Linked DNA regions of Bombyx mori: region 2 is linked to region 1. A link is a contact called in public Hi-C data. All regions are on one chromosome and are shown on one strand. Each heading gives the region's core, a stretch centred on a gene start, on an enhancer-like site or on the middle of the called end of the contact. The rest is flanking DNA. Distances are from core to core; before and after follow the strand shown. Region 1 holds the start of LOC101746840 (DNA-directed RNA polymerase I subunit RPA1). Region 2 holds the start of LOC101736754 (zinc finger protein 615).

Evidence for each region. Hi-C and Micro-C count contacts between places; a contact is called where the count stands out from the background.
Region 2: a contact with region 1 is called in a Hi-C map of posterior silk gland, with 2.2 times the contacts expected there. The contact joins the promoter of LOC101736754 here to the promoter of LOC101746840 in region 1. A contact is called at or near these places in 2 of 7 Hi-C or Micro-C datasets (posterior silk gland and whole pupa).

The regions. Positions count from the first base shown.
Region 1 is chr8:3,268,920-3,274,762 of ASM3026992v2, forward strand. It overlaps LOC101746840 (DNA-directed RNA polymerase I subunit RPA1), which reads left to right and starts at 1,439. Exons shown (of 3, transcript XM_004925124.5): 1 at 1,439-1,634; 2 at 1,723-5,843. The coding sequence starts at 1,732. It overlaps LOC101736521 (SUZ domain-containing protein 1), which reads right to left and starts at 824. Exons shown (of 3, transcript XM_004925134.5): 1 at 682-824; 2 at 294-589. The coding sequence starts at 792.
Region 2 is chr8:3,668,121-3,673,867 of ASM3026992v2, forward strand. It overlaps LOC101736754 (zinc finger protein 615), which reads left to right and starts at 2,026. Exons shown (of 17, transcript XM_038012444.2): 1 at 2,026-2,658; 2 at 2,967-3,192; 3 at 3,649-3,938; 4 at 4,903-5,059; 5 at 5,634-5,747. The coding sequence starts at 2,533. It overlaps LOC101746178 (COP9 signalosome complex subunit 7b), which reads right to left and starts at 1,634. Exons shown (of 4, transcript XM_004924061.5): 1 at 1,048-1,634; 2 at 659-911. The coding sequence starts at 1,242.

The DNA.
Region 1 (5,843 bases), core at 189-2,688:
AATACTGTTTTAAGTTACATTTAAGTTCCCTATTTCATATTTTAATTCTGCTCAGTATGGCTGACTGAAATAATCACCAATAATTTACTAAGTTTATGTGTGTATTATAAGTACATCAGTTGTGAACCTAGGTAACTAACTTTGTTTCGAAAACAATACCATCCCTAGAAGGTTTAAATAGAATAAAAATGGATATTCAATGATTCAAAATACATTCGCATAATGTAAATCTAAGCAGCTTCACTTATGGTGAACTTGTTTCAATAATTTCTTAAATATTACAGTGTACTTACTTATCATCAATAATATCTTCAGGACTCCGAGCCTCGCCTAGGATCCTGAGACGAGCCTGTTCATACTCCTTTTGCCTCTGCTCTAGAGTTTTGACCGGTCGGGCACGATTCTCTCCGTTTAACTGCCCACTGCCAGAAGATGATGGCCTTTTTAGTATGCGAATAGCAGGCTCCGGCATCATGCACTGCGATCCGATACACGCGTTCTCTTCAACAGTAACCTTGCAATCCCTTAGAGAAATAGCTGGCGGGTTTTCTGTGGGACTCTCACTGTTTAACCTGATATTCTGTTCCAGCTGAAATGTAGATATTTTATGTATATAGCTCGTCGACAAATGCCTTGTCCTTGAATGGGGTCGAAGACTGGGGCCTGAACGTTAAAACTTACACCAATAATTTCATCCATATCTTCCCAACTTTCACATACGTCAACTTCATCCTGGGCCGCCATGTTGACTGACAACCATAGATTCTTCATTCTTCCTTGTTTTATGTACATTTTTCAATATGGCAATCAAGATAATTTGAAAATGATGGTTTTGTTTTACTTAATACTACGAATAAATAATAAGACTTAATAATACTGAAATAAGAGAATCAAAGTGAGCTATAAAACCTTAACAAAAATTAAGCTGAATATACCTTTTATAAACTGATTCAAATGAATAATTATGTTAAAAGTAAAAATACCAATTACTCGAAACGTAATTAAGTCTACCTTTTTTGTACTGTAGTTTTTTTATTGTTTTAGAAATCTCTAGAGGCTCTATGTTGAGTTAAGAAATTTAAGATATTTAATGACTAGAGTAGATAGTGACAGTGTAATATACAAGTCCTCACATGTTTACGTAGTCCAATTTAATTTCGTCAATATAACCTGAAATTATTTGATTATTGATTGCATTTTCTTATTAGCTTTAAATAACATACTTTTTTGTAATTTTGTAGTGCTTACAGTTCTTTCGTCCTTTTTTAGTTCTCTATCTTATTCTAATAACTTTCAGCGCCTTTTTTAAATTTACCCGGTTGCTACTGTAACGCCACCCTTATTTACTAGATTATATTATCATTTTTCAAAATTAAGAATGTAAATTAAAATAAGATATGACTTAAATGTCTTAGTTACCAGATCATAAAATCCCTTAAAAAAGCCATAGACAAAGTACACATAGATTGTCATTTGTCTATAATATAAAAATCCAGAGAATGTTGAAATCATAGACCTTGTTGAAATTAGGTTCACAATATATTTCAAAATATAGGAAATAAACAAAGATAATAAATATGAAAATCGATACGATATAAAGTAACTTATGAATATACCTGTCTTGCTATTCACATGTAAGTTTCTCATACCGAATTAATACTAATTTACTGAATAGGTTATGTTATCATGCCTTCAAATAACTCAATTTGTTTTTCTTCACAGAAATACAATATGGCTTTTAAATCGGCGTTTCCATCATCAACGTCTGGGTTGCCCTCCGTCGAACCCGAACACATACAGTTTCTTATGTTCACTGATGAAGATATAAAAAAATTGAGTGTAACAAAGATAACACAAATCCAATCGTTTGACGCCATCGGTAACCCTACTAAGGGAGGCCTGTACGATTCTGCACTAGGACCACTAAGGGACAGGAACGATAACTGTGAGACATGTAACAATTCGTTACTGCATTGCCCTGGACATTTTGGACACATCGAACTGCCCCTCGTGGTAATTAATCCACTCTTTACAAAAAGTATTTACATGCTATTCCGTATAAGTTGTCTCAAATGTTTTAGAATACAACTTGACGATCGCTTAAAGTCGCTATTGAAACTGCAATTGGATCTAGTAGATGCAGGGCATATAACAGCAGCTTTAGACCTTGATTACTATGTAAGTGAAACATACAGTAGTAAGGAGTCTCCGGACAAACCAAATAAAACTATAAGAAAGTATAGAAAACTTTTGAAAACAAAAGATGTAATTGTGGAAACATTTCACAGTAAAAACACTGATAAAATTAGAAGTAAAATAATAACCGGCTATTTTAGGAGCATGAATATTGTAAAAAAATGTATGTTTTGTATGGCCAAACTAATAAAAGTTAATACATCCGAAGGTAAAATAATGTATAATTTGAGTGCTGAAGGTTCAACACCAGGAACAAAAGGCATTAAAATATTGATGCCAGACGAAATCAGACGATTTTGTGTGGACATTTCAAAAAATGATGAAGATCTGTTAAAATATTGTTTCCCTGTATTGAAACATACATCTGCTAGTCCAGCAATAAATATATTTTTCATGGAAATTGTGCCTGTGTTACCTCCGTGTGTAAGACCCTGCAATATCTTGAGAGGAGAACTGATTGAGCATCCTCAAACTAATGTTTATAAAGCCATATTGTTACACTCCTATGCTGCTAGAGTCATTTTACAAGTTCTCTCAGCCTCAAATCAACAAAAGGCTCAAGACTGCTTAGATACAGCACCAAGACAAGCATATGAGGCTGTTCAAGGTAAAACACCAGCTGAAAAATTACATGTTGCGTGGCAGGACCTACAAAAGAGTGTTAATCATTTACTGAATTGTGAAGGTATGGGAGCATCAAGTCAAGGTCTTAAACAGATACTGGAAAAGAAAACTGGCTTAATAAGGATGCACATGATGGGCAAAAGAGTGAATTTTGCTGCAAGATCTGTCATTACCCCAGATCCCAATGTCGACATAGATGAAATAGGCATCCCAGATGCTTTTGCCACAAAACTAACATATCCCGTCCCGGTTACGGAATGGAATGTTGATGAGCTACGTAAAATGGTAATCAATGGACCCAATAAACATCCAGGAGCAGAGAAATTAGAGATTGGGAACGGTAGAATAATTAGAATACCTGCTGACTCTATACAAAAACGGAAAAGTCTTGCAAAACGCCTTCTGACACCTGATGAGTACAAAACCACCGGCTTAAAGACAGTTCACAGACATTTGGTGAATGGTGACATTTTGATCCTTAACCGGCAGCCTTCTTTACATAAGCCCAGTATGATGGCTCATCGAGCAAGGATATTAAAAGGAGAGAAGACCCTTCGACTACACTATGCTAACTGCAAATCGTACAATGCTGACTTTGATGGAGACGAAATGAATGCCCATTTCCCACAAGACGAAAATGCAAGAAGTGAAGCATACAACATAATGTCTGTTACAAAGCAATATCTAGTACCTAAAGATGGCACACCTCTAAGCGGTTTGATCCAAGATCATGTTATATCTGGTGTAAAAATGTCACTTAGAGGTACTTTTTATAATAAGTCAGATTACCAGCAGTTGGTATTTCAAGCTCTCTCAAATCACAGAGGTAAAATCCAGCTGTTACCTCCTACCATACTGAAACCTATTGTACTGTGGTCAGGTAAACAAGTTCTATCTACAATAATTATCAACACAATACCTAAAGGGAAACCATGCCTTTCGTTAACTGGTAAAGCCAAAATCAGTGCGAAAGCCTGGCAGAAAGAAGAACCGAGACAGTGGAATGGCGGTGGCAGCCCATTTACCAATCCGAATACCATGACTGAAGCTGAAGTTATTATCAGAAAAGGTGAACTATTGTGTGGAGTACTAGATAAAACTCACTATGGAGCCACACCCTATGGCTTAGTCCACTGCATGTATGAATTGTATGGTGGGGAATGCTCTAGTGCATTATTGAGTTCTTTTTCTAAAGTCTTCACCTTTTATTTACAATGGATGGGGTTCACTCTCGGTGTCAAAGATATTCTAGTTGTCAAAGAGGCGGATGATAGGCGAGATAATTATATTTGTTTGGTTCGAAAATCTGGTAAAGTTGCAGCGGTAAAAGCTACTGACTTGCCGATGGATGTTGATGACAAAAAACTAAAAGATACAATTGCAGAAATGAATGCAAAAGATCCCAAATTCAGGTCCAATTTAGATAGACATTATAAAAATATGCTCGATTCTTACACAAATAACATAAACAAAGTTTGTTTATCGGAAGGTCTTCTTGAAAAGTTTCCATATAACAATTTACAATTAATGGTACAGTCTGGCGCCAAAGGTTCTACTGTCAATACTATGCAAATTTCATGTTTACTTGGGCAAATTGAATTGGAAGGTAAAAGGCCTCCGCTAATGATATCAGGTAGATCACTTCCAAGTTTCCCTCCCTTCGATGTGTCTCCCCGAGCTGGCGGCTTCATTGATGGCCGCTTTATGACAGGGATCCAGCCCCAAGAGTTCTTCTTCCATTGCATGGCCGGACGTGAAGGTCTTATTGATACGGCAGTGAAAACCAGTCGTTCCGGTTACCTACAAAGATGTTTGATAAAACATTTAGAGAGTATATCTGTAGCTTACGACAACACGGTCCGCGATGCCGATAGCAGCATCATACAGTTTGCGTACGGAGAGGACGGCCTTGATGTTTTGAAATGTCAGTTCCTTAAGCAGGACCAATTTGAATTTCTCGATAAAAATTCTAACGCGGTTGTTAGCAAATCGGTTATTAAAAAATTAAAAGAGAACGTCGACGGAAATGACGTTTTAAAATTGCAAAAGTCTCTGAAGAAGTGGAAGAAAAGAAACGGCAATCCATTGCAAAAAGTTCGCGTTAGTGGATTCAGTCAATTCTCTGTATTAGCCAGGAATGAAATCGAACTAGACGATCTTCCAACAGACCGAACAAGAGATCCGTATTACTGGGAACTAGAGAAGAAATGGCGAGAAATGGACGAAGATGAGAAGCAACAATACATTAGGAAACCCTGTCCAGATCCTATTTCAAGCAAATCGCCTCAATTTAAATTCGGTGTAATAAATGAACAATTGGACAACATCATACAAAACTACCTTAAGAATAGATCTAATAGTCTCTATGAATCTTACACAGACAAAAAGAAGTTCGTTGAAGTAATGAATGCTAAATTCTTGGAGTCTATGGCTTCACCCGGAGAGCCAGTGGGATTGCTAGCCGCCCAGTCTATCGGTGAGCCCTCGACCCAGATGACATTGAACACCTTCCATTTTGCCGGTCGAGGTGACATGAACGTCACCCTCGGAATACCACGTCTGCGGGAGATCCTAATGACTGCATCAGCGAAACTTAAAACTCCCAACATGGACATACCTTTCCTAAACGTGTCGGACGTGACAAAAAAAGCAGAGAAACTGAGACAGAAATTGAACAGAGTGACTATAGCGGACGTTCTAGAAAAGATTGACGTGCAATGCGAAATCGTTGTGAGACCAGAGAGACAACTGAAGACCACCATGAAATTCACATTCTTACCCCACAAACAATATAAGACGCAGTACGCTGTGAAGCCGACGCAAATTATAAAACACATGCAAAATAAATTCTTCGATGAAATGTTTACGGTGGTGCGGAAGCACGCCAAGGCCACGTGCGGCGTGATGTGGGCCTCCGAACAGAAGAAGCAGCGAGCCAGGGCTGCCAAGAGCGACGAGGACGACGGCGACGACGCCCCGGAGCCAACAGACACGGCCAACAACGATCTCGACTCTTCAGACGA
Region 2 (5,747 bases), core at 776-3,275, 400 kb after region 1:
TCACAAGTGGTCCTACCACCAGTAATTACGCAAATTATAATTTTGCCGGGTTTGATTTTTATTACACTATGTTATTCTTTTACCGTGGAAATCAATCGTGAACATTTGTTGAGTACATATTTCATTAGAAAAATTGGTCCCGCCTGCGAGATTCGAACACCTTTGCATCGCTTCAACATGAATTAACCGGACGTCTTATCCTTTAGGCCACGACGACTTCATACCAACTTTATTCCACTAAGATGCATTAAATTATCTGAAGACATAATAGTAGGGCTCATGGCTCATGTCATTGTAGCATCAGTTTCCTATTTGTATTGGTAGCTAAATTCATTTAAGATTTAATGATTTTTTTTTATATGGACACTTTAGAAGTTATGCTTATTTAGTGTATATGTATTCTTTATCAATGCACATTTTATATATGTGGCTTTAATCTATATAAAACATGAACTAAATAAATTAGATACTACATCAAATTCGGCACTGAATTGTTTTCTCATATACACCACAAGAATAACTCGAAAAAGAAAAAAACAAGGTATAAAATGCATGTAGTCAAACTTGAATTTTAATACTGTTTTATGAATCAACAACTCTGACACTTTTTTTATTAGGGACTGTTTGTATATACACTATAGTAGGAAAATCAACTCACCTGCATAAATAGCTTCAATGATAAGATCTTCTAAATCTCTAACATTTTTAATATCCAATTCCTCAAGTAACACACTGTAAGGGATACATTTCTCTTGTGTTGCAAGTGTTGCAATGGTCAGATGCTGTAATTTCTTGCACTGGACTGTGGTTAATTCTAAATAGTCCGATTTGTTCTCAATGTAGTCCTTATATGTGCCATAGGCAAACAAATTAAGAGTTTTTAAATGAGTTGCATAAGGTCCACTCTCCAGCTGAAAAATACAATAAAATGAATTTTAACAAGAGCGCCAAATTGATTTCTACCCATAGAATTCGGACAGTTTCATACATTTAATGGTTAAAAATGTATTAGAATTAATTGATCGATATAAAGGTAAGTTTTCTAACCTCTTTAATATTTGGCATCTCTAATAGCTCGCCGAAAACATGCACTCCTGGAGCCTCCAGAACCTGTTTGATGAGTTCAGCGCACGCAGAACCTTTAGCTCCCTTTGCTAAAAGGACAAACTGTTCTAGAGGGTGATTGGAGGAAAATGATAACAATGAGGAAGGTTCATCTCGGTCCATTGACATCGGATTCATTTTGAATTTTAAGACGTCTATGTCTATTTCATAAACGGGAAATAGGTCAATTCTATATTGAATCTATATGTTAGGGAAAAAGTATCAAACTCAGATTTAAGGTTTAAACTGTTATATTTATGTACCTACCTAGGTAGGTAGGTATTTTATACTTTCTTTGGTAATTTTAAGTTGACAGTGACAGTTGATGACAGGCTGTTTCTACATTTATATTGCTAGCTGTTGATACTTTAATATTATTATTATTATACATAACGAACGGATGTATTTATTTGTAGGTTTAGTTTACTTCAAATTTGAAATCTATCATAAAATATGTATTCAATTTCCATAAAGAACATGATGGTGGCAGATTATACTTAAATCTATGAAAAGTCAGGTACTTGAGTTCTTGAAGAGCTTGTCTTAATTAGTAATATTGCAAAGAAGTCAGACTATGAGTGCATAAATTTATTACCTATGTATCAAGTAACTAAGATAAATTAAAAAATACCCCAAGAATATTGACATTTCATGTAAAGAATGTGGTGTAATTAAATCACGTAATTTTTGTTAGTTCTAAAGCGTTTAGGATGAAAAATTCAGCCAATTTAAATAGAAATTAATTCAAAAGTAGAACAGTATGCAGAGAAGTACATTTATTCATAATACCAAAAATCTTTTAGTGAAACTACAGCTTTGATTGATTAGTTATAGGGCTTAAAAAATAAACTAATTTCAAGAATTTTATAAAGTTTGTCTTTGACAAAAAAAAAACTAGAAATTTAAAAGTTTATGCTTCAGTTTTCAAATGACCATAAATAATAAAATGGCGTCAGGTTTTTTGTGTGTGCGATAAATTAATTGTTTTCATAAAAATCTGGATTTTCTCCAATTTTTTTTGACATACGAAAGTGTTTTTTATTTTATATGTAATTATGAAGCTTATAAATGCATATATGACTTCTAATAACGTACTATTTATTGTAAATAATGTGCGTGTCAATGTTCGTTGAAGCGTCGTTGTTCTGGGCCGCCTTTTATATTGGGTTGATTAAACTAATTTAGATGTCGTCTAAAGTTAAGATTCATCGTTATTTACACAGAACACCATCACAAGTTGTAAATTAGTGTTGTTTTCGCTTGATATTCGGCGTCGCTGTCAATGAGTGCGTTTTGCGTGTGTGGTTGTGAGGTCGTACATACATGTTCGCAATGATAAAACTGTCATGAGGACTGTTTACTATCAAATAGTGAATCTGTGTTAGTGCGTTTACATTTCTATGTAGTGAAGTTTATATTGTGGTGAAAATGTGTATGCCAACACCGAACAATGTTTCGGGTTTCGGTTATTCTTGGGGCTTTACGAGTTCCGCGGACCTTACCAAGGGCGATGTCGAAACTCCGAGCAGCCTCAGTTATTCGCTTGGGAGTACGGTAAGGTCTAAATAAAATAAATTAAATAACTGAAGCACTTTAGAGTAAACATTTATTGTGCACTTTAATTTCAAAGTGCATCCTCTCAAAGTTTTAACCATAAGCAAGATTGAATGAAATTAACAACAATCAGCTTTCACTTGAAGTAAATTTTCTAGTTATTTTAATATTTAGCAACAAAAAAAAGCTATTATGAAATTGTGTACTTATATGTGCTATTTTGTTTCAAAATAGGTTTCATTTCAGTAAAGACTTAAAATCATTTTATAAATAAAAACAAATAATCAACAATAAATAAAACATTTCAGGTGTCTCCAGAGACAACACTCACTGTTATGTCTCACAAGACACCGCAAGTCCAAGATAAAGTGGGTGCTGTTGCTGTGGCAGTATCCAACTCGGGGGCTCAAGTCACAAGGGTTGTCACAGCAGGAGCTCCGGTGACGGCCAGGAGAGCTATGTTTGTTCTGAATGAAGCTCCAACCCATACTATAAACAGGGTTTCACAACAAAACCAAACAGCGACAATACATAGTGGGTATTATTAACTGTTTTAAGGCTTACAATCGCTTACTAGTCAGCTTTTTGCTTATTTAGCATTAATTGCTTAAATTCAAATTAAATTTTAATTTTAAGCTTAAATTAGATAAATAAAGTTCTCTGTAAGTATTTAATACAAAATCTACTGACAGTTCTTATTTATCTATTCATACTGCACTCAGTTAAATTGACTCCTAATAACAAAATACTGATTTTATTAATGCAGATATTAGTTTTTTTCTTAGAAAAGAGAAAAATAAACTAAAACTAAAAAGTGAAGAAAATATTAAAAGCATGTTCTGTCAATTTTCTTATAGTTTCATAACAATTTTATAACATGTAAAATATAAAAAAAAGGTTAATTTGACCAATATTGTTAGGTTTCATGTTAATATTTAATAACAATAAACTTATGTGAACCAAATCAATAAAATAAATTATAAATTGCAGCAACAAATTTAACATCAAAGTCGTTTATGACTCCCCTTGGACCACTACAACTGACGGCAGAAGAGTGCAATGAAATTCTAATGAAAAGGGCACTGCAAGCTCAAGGAATAGCGACTCCTGTCATTGATGCATCACAGTTAAACCATACAATACTTAATGGTGGCTTGAAGAGTTTAACCGAAGCGAACAATCAACAGGGTCAAGCAGAAACAATACAAACAACAACAGTACAACAACATCATCTGTTACATACGAAGCAGGAACCTGGAACTACTAATAGTTCACCTAAAGTAAGAATTTTTATTTCTATAGATAGCAACAGTAACCAGTCAAGTATTCCCGATCCTGCGGACAGAATGGAAAGCAGTCGACGTCGCCCAAAACACGTCATCTCGGATCCTTCCGATCTACTAACGGTGCTTCTAGGTACTTCAAGCACCGGTCACCGTTCTCGTCGAACCCGTCGCTCGCGACGAAGGGCTCGACGAGTACATTAACTCTCAGACACAGCCCACTGAGTTTCTCGCCGGATCTTCTCAGTGGGTCGCGATTCCGATCCGGTGGTAGATTCTGCGAAGCACGGCTCTTGCTAGGGTTCGTGTTAGCAACGTCACCAGGTTTGAGCCCCGTGAGCTCATCCACTAGTTAGGGTTACGCTGGAATAGCCTCTCAAGGCTACCAGCTTAAGTAGGAAAAAAAAAGTCAAGTATCCGTTTATCTGACTGACTCAGTTGTGCAGTAATTAGCGGCTCTAGCTATTATTTATATATGAAAATATATTTAAGCATATAGAAGTATATATGTCAGCCTCAGGTACCCATAATACAGGCAATCGTAATTTGGGGCTGGATGACAGTGTGTGATTTGTTCCCAGTGATTAGTTATTTATTGTTTATCTCGTTGATCAAAGATCAGACTTCCCTGTAATTATTTCTTAGGAAGCTTTGATGTTCACGATATATAATTGTAGTCACCATATGAATGTCTTCTTATTTTATTGTTATCCCTATCTAACCGTTGGTAGACTAAGGTGCTACAACTATGTGCGGAAGGGTAGGTGAGCTCACAGGCTCAACTGAGAGAACTGAGAGAATTTGCTAACACTAGACCTAGTAAGTTCAGTGCTTTGCTCAGGAATCGTAGCTCACTGAGTAGATCCGATGCGAAACTCAGTGAAATGAGTACTAATAAATATCTTCAGATATTTCGATCATTATTGAATTTAAGTTATCAAGTAATAATGTTTCTTTTCAGGCTGTATACTCACAGACAGAGATGATCAATGCAAATACAATAATGACGACAACAGCACCACCTCCTGCTGTTAAAGAGAGGCCATATTCATGTGACGAATGTGGAAAATCATTCTTGTTGAAACACCATCTCACAACACATGCAAGGGTTCACACCGGTCAGTAAATATGTTGTAAAATTTGTAAGAAGAGCAATGTCATTTTATGATTTGTTAAAAAGTATACAGTAGAAGTATTTTGTTAGATCTAAAATGGATAAGGTTCTATCTATCTTTACAAAATTGCATTATTTTGTAGTTTTAGGCACTGGACTATTAACAAAAAACGGCACTAGACTACAACTGTTAACACAAATCTAAAATGTTTCTTATAACTAAAGTGGTCACATAGATAGTAATGAATATTTTTAATAATTTGGGTATAAAAATAATTATAATTTACGGTGTTCCTTTATCAAAATGACTTGTAACAAGGTTAAAATTATACAATACCCATAAAACTTAATGATTGTCTTAAGATTTATGAATTTTTGCTAACCCTTATTCACTAATTAAATGAAGAAGTATCATAATGTGAAGAATAATATAAAGAAGTATTATATTGCCATGAATACATACAATGGTGAACATTTCTTAATATGTATAACAAAGATTAGTGATCATTGACATTTTTATTTCTAATTAATAATTCTTAAAGAGCAGAAAATTAAGAACGAATTTAATTGTTACCTAGGTGAAAGACCTCATGTGTGCGCTCATTGTGGCAAAGCATTTGCAAGAAAGCATTGTTTGAACACACATTTGTTGCTGCATTCAGCTGACCGACCTTACAGATGTCATGAGTGCA